Linked DNA regions of Ovis aries: region 2 is linked to region 1. The links are chromatin contacts, called in public Hi-C maps. All regions are on one chromosome and are shown on one strand. The core of a region is the stretch at or near the end of the contact, and the rest is flanking DNA. Distances in the headings are between cores, read along the strand shown. Region 1 holds the start of TNS3 (tensin 3). Region 2 overlaps TNS3 (tensin 3).

Evidence for each region. Hi-C and Micro-C count contacts between places; a contact is called where the count stands out from the background.
Region 2: a Hi-C map of liver shows a contact between it and region 1, with 2.0 times the contacts expected there. The contact joins the enhancer-like site here to the promoter of TNS3 in region 1. A contact is called at or near these places in 3 of 16 Hi-C or Micro-C datasets (liver, mixed tissues and omental adipose tissue).

Annotation. Positions count from the first base shown.
Region 1 is chr4:76,389,053-76,392,074 of ARS-UI_Ramb_v3.0, reverse strand. It overlaps TNS3 (tensin 3), which reads right to left and starts at 1,557. Exons shown (of 32, transcript XM_060415062.1): 1 at 1,514-1,557.
Region 2 is chr4:76,443,491-76,446,512 of ARS-UI_Ramb_v3.0, reverse strand. The region is part of intron 2 of TNS3 (tensin 3); the gene reads right to left. Among named protein-coding and RNA genes, the nearest start is that of TNS3, 54 kb to the right of the region's middle. Within about 2 kb of position 1,557, at least 5 of the 54 cell types and tissues checked have an H3K27ac peak or open chromatin away from gene starts, as enhancers often do. A contact at or near this core is called in liver, where this site is marked.

The DNA.
Region 1 (3,022 bases), core at 308-2,807:
TCTTTGCCTCTCAGTTTGCACATCTGTAAGATGGAGCAATTATCCCAGTTCCTTCCAAAGGTTATTTGAGCGAATGCAATGCATATATGCAAAGCATTTAGCACAAGCAAACAGGTAGGATTTACTATAACCATGTTGTTACTTTGCCTCTGGGGTCACCATTACTTTGTAAAATTACTAAGATTACTATTACTTTGTCTTTGAGGTCAGGAGTCTGGCCTTTTGCCAGTTCCCACAGTCAGCTCTCTATGCACAGAGTTCCCCTCATTCCCTGCAGACTGGCCAAGCCTCCACCATCCTCCAGCTGCAGCGACTCCCTCGCCCCTCCAGGCCTCTGCACAGAAATGCCTTTCTTAATACTTGTTGATTGATTTGCAAATATAACCTCCCAGGCCCTAAAGAGGGGGAGAATCACAAGGACATAAATATCTCTTTCTAAAGGCAATGAACTAAAGCATTTCAAAAAAATGACCACATATACCAAAATGCCAAGATGGTTAGTTCTGAAGGGCTAAGTGATATGGATGCAATGATAATTGTTAATCAAATTTTCAGTATATTCAGAGTCCTCCATGATCATGGGCTCAAGTTACAGAAAGAGACTATGGGGGGTGGGGGGACTGTCAGCAGATCAAAGTGTGTGAAGGACAGGGATACCCTAGGGGTCTGGGGGTGCTTCTAAGTGGGCAGTGACCTCCTTCAATAGTGGTCTCCGCAGGCCCCACATCCCATGGGCTTTTATTTTTTATCCAGCGCTGTCTCAGGAATTGGAGCGGAGCTCTTCAGCCCATTCCCGCCCCACAGATTTTCAAATCACTTCAAGCAAACGACCCCGGCTCATTTATCAGACCCCGACGGCGCCCACCGAGTCCCAGACCCTCCTTCTTCCTGCCTGTCAGCTACAGCGCCGGCGTGCCAGCAGGCACGTGCCACAGGTGGCCTCGGCCACGCACGCCCCCGGCCTGGTTCCCGCTCCTTCAGAAGTTAGGAAGGAAGCACCAAGGGACCCCCTGCTTCCCGCCCAACATAGGGAGAGGGAAAGAGAAACGCACCGGAAAGCCTGCTTGCCAAGAGCGGGAGAAGGGTCCTGAGCCTTCCCATTGCAGCTCCAAGCTCGGCTCTCCGCTGCGGAGTCTCAGGACTCGTCCTAGAGAGCGAAGTTCACCCGGGCGCCGCCGCAACAGTGCCGCTCTGGCCCGCGGGCCCCCGATCGAGCTGGCCTGCTCCCTGGCTGCATCCGCCCGCCCCAGCGCTGTCCCCGCGCCCCAGTCCCCAAACCGCGTCCGGGACCCTGGCCGAGCCCGCCCGCGCCCTCGCCGCGTTCACCCGCCTGCGTCCCTAAGTCCTGCTCCCTGGTACCCCGGATCCGGGCCGAGCTCTCGGTCCCCGCTCGCCCCAGCTCAGGTCCCCGCGGGCGCGGAACTCCGTTTGCCCGCGCGCCCCGAGCCCCTGGAGCGGACGCTGGCGCCAGCTCGAAACAAAGAGGTTGGCGGTGCGCTCCCCGCTCCAGTACCTGGGCGAGCGGCGGCGCGGTCGGTCCCGCGGGGCGATGGCCGCAGCAGGCAGGGCTCCGAACAGCGCAAGCAGCGCGCGGGCGGGCCCGTCCTCCTGGCTCGCGGCCGCGCCCGCCGCAGGGCCCCCTCGAGGCGGCACGGGCAATCGCCGCCGCCGCGCCCTGGCCGGCCGGTCACCTGGCCTCATCGCCCTAACAATGCGGCGCGTTCCAGGCGCGCCCCGGGCCCCGTGCGCCTCTGGGACCTCCCTAAGTTGGCCAGGTGGAACCGGGAATTATTAGACCCGTTGAGCAGCCCAGATTCAAAGTGTTCAGGGGGCTGGTGTGTTCCGGATGGGCAAGCGATTTCCTGATTCCTGCACAACTGGTTCATTTTTTCGTTAATTCATTCATTCGGCACTGTAAGTATCGTGTGTAAGAAAGCAAAATCTCGCTGCCTGCCTGTAACTCACAGAAATAAGCTACCGGGAGTAATGCAGACATAAAGCAACAAGGCAGTGACAGAGGAAACCCAAGATGCTTTGGGAGCCCTGGAAAGTCCGACCAGTGGAGGGAAGGAGTGGGGAAAGATTTCAGAAATCACCTCTTCTTAAAATGAGGATAAGGAAATGACAACCCACTCCAGTATTCTTGCCTGGAGAATACCGTGGACAGAGGAGCCTGGTGGGTTGCTGTCCATAGGGTCACACAGAGTCGGACACAACTGAAGCAACTTAGCATGCATACATACATTGGAGAAGGAAATGGCAACCCACTCCGGTATTCTTGCCTGGAGAATCCCAGGGACAGAGGAGCCTGGTGGGCTGCCGTCTATGGGGTTGCATAGAGTCAGTCGCGACTGAGCAACTTAGCAGCAGCAGCAGGTTCTTAAAATGAAAGGGGAGAAATGAGCAGGCCAGGATTGGACAAGAAGGCCGCAGACAGAGGATCCAGAGGAGGAAACACAGATAGATACCAACACCCCCAAGACAGAGACGGCCCCTCATCTGTCCCTCAGCCCTGACTTCCCTATTGGTGAAATGTGGGGAGTGGACTGCATGCTCTTGAATTCCCCTTGTAAGACATATGCGCATGTAAAGCATTAGAAGTGCTATTCCTCCTGTACAAAAGAACAGTTTCATCAGCACTTTATCTTGCGCACACACATAGCCCCCGACACAAAGAAGACTTTCCAGGAAGGTACTTCACTCTACATCCTGCAGAAGCTACTTAAGATTGTATCTGTCACTCCAACCAAATGTTCTTGGACTCCCACCTGAAAAAGTGGGCGTATCTCAGAGTGCAATTACCAGGAACTGTCCCTGATTTAGAAATGAAGCACCTTAATCTACCCCAGCCTTTTGGGTCCAGCTCTGCCCATGCTGCCCATGCACAGAGCAGAAAAACACAGCTTGTCAGGACCAGTGGAGAGACTCAACAAGAAAATCATTCATGAATGGACTTCTTTCAAAGTAGCCAGCTGGGGCTTCCCTGGTGGCCCAGTGATTAAGAAACCGCCTGCCAGGGCCT
Region 2 (3,022 bases), core at 308-2,807, 54 kb before region 1:
CAGTGGCCCAGATGGCGCAGGGAACCCTGGAGAGGAGTTACAAACACACTGGCTCTTCCAGGGGTTCAGGCCACCAGATCAGCACCTTGGGAGGAGAAAGGCAGTGAAGCTGAGCGGTACAAAGTATCAGTGTTTGTCTGGAAATTATAGCTTTTCCCTGAAGAAAGGAGAGAAACTTGAAAATGCCCCAGAAGACTCAGGACTGGCGCCTTTAAATTAGTGAGAAATTGGACATTTGCGTTCCACGCTTCTTCCACTTCCGGATGACCTAAGAACTGACTGTCAGAACAAATCCACATCTAAATTCCTGCGGGGGATCCTTCAACCCAGGCCATTGTGAGGACTGAGAGAGGCATGTGCTGGTTCGGAGGCCCCAACAATGCAGAGAGAGCCGGAACCAATGCGGATTTCACAGGCCCGCCCTCCGTGGTCTGCAGCTGTGCCTGCGGGACATGAAAGCCTCCCCCCACCAAAGCAGCTCAGGGCACTGGGGCCTGTCTGCCGATGCTCCCATGCAGAGACAGAAGGACGGGGAGACAGCAAGGAATGAAGCAACTGCACCAAATAAGTGCAGTGCAGGCGCCCCTGTGGGCTCCAAGCAGGCATCTATCCGATAAACCCATGGGCTGATTGTGGGATAGGGGACAGGGATCTAGGCTTGGGGGCACAGGATCTGGGGGCTTTCTGGCCCAGCCTGGCTGGGCTGCCCTAGGTGGAACCAGGCCTCTTTCCTCTTCTAGGGTTATGGTGATGCCAAAATGCCATCATTAAAGGGACCCCGTTTTGAAACTGCAAAGCACAGCATCAATGTATAGAAGCGTGGGGTCCTGGAAGAACAAGGCCTGAGGTCAGGAGATAGGTCCCAAATTGCAGTCAGCGCTTCAAGGTCCAAACTTTTCATCCCCTATGTCTTCTGAAAGCCCTAACTCACAGCCCACCCGGGACTGAATGAGGGTGAAGCAAACTAATAAAGAAAAAGAGCCCATGGCTGGGGATCCCTGGAACTCCAGCAGGGAACAGCCAGGGGTATTATCTTTGCAAGATCTAGTTTTTGAGCTCTTTCTATGCATCCAAGGTTTATAAAATTATTCACAAAGACAAATATTTATTCTACATCTTCTAATGGGTCCACCCAGCAAAGGTGATGAGTGATTTTCTAACCAAGATAGGCTAGCCATTGGAATAAAGGGGCTTTCACACCAGATTAAAATCTCAGACAGAAGGACAGCCAGGGGCAGAGGCCAGCAGGAAGAACAGAGATACAGAAAAGGCAGCTGAGGGGCCCTCTGGCCTTTAGGGAAGATGAGAATTAGTGGAAATGCAGTGAAGACTTCCCCCGCTCCAGAGGAAGCTCTGTCTGCACACACTGAATGGGGCGGGCCGGACCACTCAGCAGCCGGGACAGGAGCACAGCTTCCTGTGGCAGTCAGCCCCCGAGACGGCCTCAGGGCTCCTCCAGGAGCCCATGTCCCCGTGCGGTCCCCTCACACAGTGACAGAGCGGGTCGTGTGACAAGGCAGGACGGTGGAGGGTGTGGCGAGTGACCTCTGCTCTGGGCTCCTGGACCCCCGCCCACATGTGAGGCGCTGAGGCAGCCATGGGGAGGAGGCCCTTGGGGAGGAACTGAGGCCTGCCGCCAGCAGCCAGCTGCGAAGCCACCTGGGAAGCGCCAGGAGAGCCTTCAGATGATGCAGCCTCCTAAGAGATGCTGAGCCAGCACTGCCCGGCCATGTGACTCCCACATTCCTGATCCACAGGAGTAGTGAGAGCAGAAGCTACTGCCACAGTAAGTCACTAACTTTGGGAGTAACTGTTTATGCAGCAGATCAACAAACCGATTCAACCCAGAAGGGAACTCTGGTGTGTGGAACCATGAGAGCTGTGTGACATATTCACGAAGGATGGCGCACTGGGCTATGGCAAGAGCCTCAGGCCATTACAGAGCACACATAAAGGTTAACTAATCAGACTGAGTTGCATAAACCACCCGAGTGCTACGGCGAGGATCCTGAGAGGCGGACCCACTGTTCCGGGGTGTGAGCAGGTGGCCTGAGTATTACGAACTTTCCACCCAAAAGCCCAGCACCACAGATGGTCCCTCAGACTCAGATTTCAGTTTCCACATGTGAGTGATGCCGTACAGTATTTGTCTTTCCCTGACTTAGCACCCTGCCGATTCATGATGGTGAATGGCAGGATTTCCTTCTTTCTTCTGCCTGAATAATGTTTTATCACATTTTCTTCATTCAGTCATCCACTGATGGACACTTGGGTTGTTTCCATGTCTTAGCTATTGTAAATAATACTGCAACCAACACGGCATCTACTGAAGATACTGATTTTGTTTCCTTTCGCTATAGACCCAAAAGTGGAACTGCTGGATCATATGATAACTCTATTTTTCACTTTTTGAGGAAATTACATACTGTTTTCCACAACAGCTGAACCAGTTTATATTCCCACCAACAGTGTACAAGAGTTCTCCTTTTCACTCTACCCTAACCAAAGCATGTTTTCCCTTGTGTTTTTGATGACAGCCATTCTGACAGGTGTGAGGTCGTATCTCACTGTGGTTTTGATTTGCATTTCCCTCAGGAGAAGGGGGCGAGAGAGGATGAGATGATTGGATGGCATCATTGACTCAATGGGTATGAGTTTGAGCAAACTCCGGGAGACAGTAAAGAACAGGGAAGCCTGGCGTGCTGCAGTCCACAGGGTCACAAAGAGTCAGACACAACTGAGCAACTGAACAACAACAATAACAGGATCAGAGATGCTGAGCACCTCTGCATGCATCTATTGGCCACTTTTATGTCTTCTTTGGAAACTGAGAAACTATCATTTGAGTTTTGGTATAATATCAAAAAAGAATATGCTTTCCTTTCCAAATATCTATCTGTATAGAGCTGGATTTTCTTCAAAGACTGTAACCAAAACAACATATTTGGGGTGGTTAATTTTATGTGTCAAGTGCACTGAGCCACAAGATGCCCAGATATTTGGTTAAACAGTATTCTGGGTG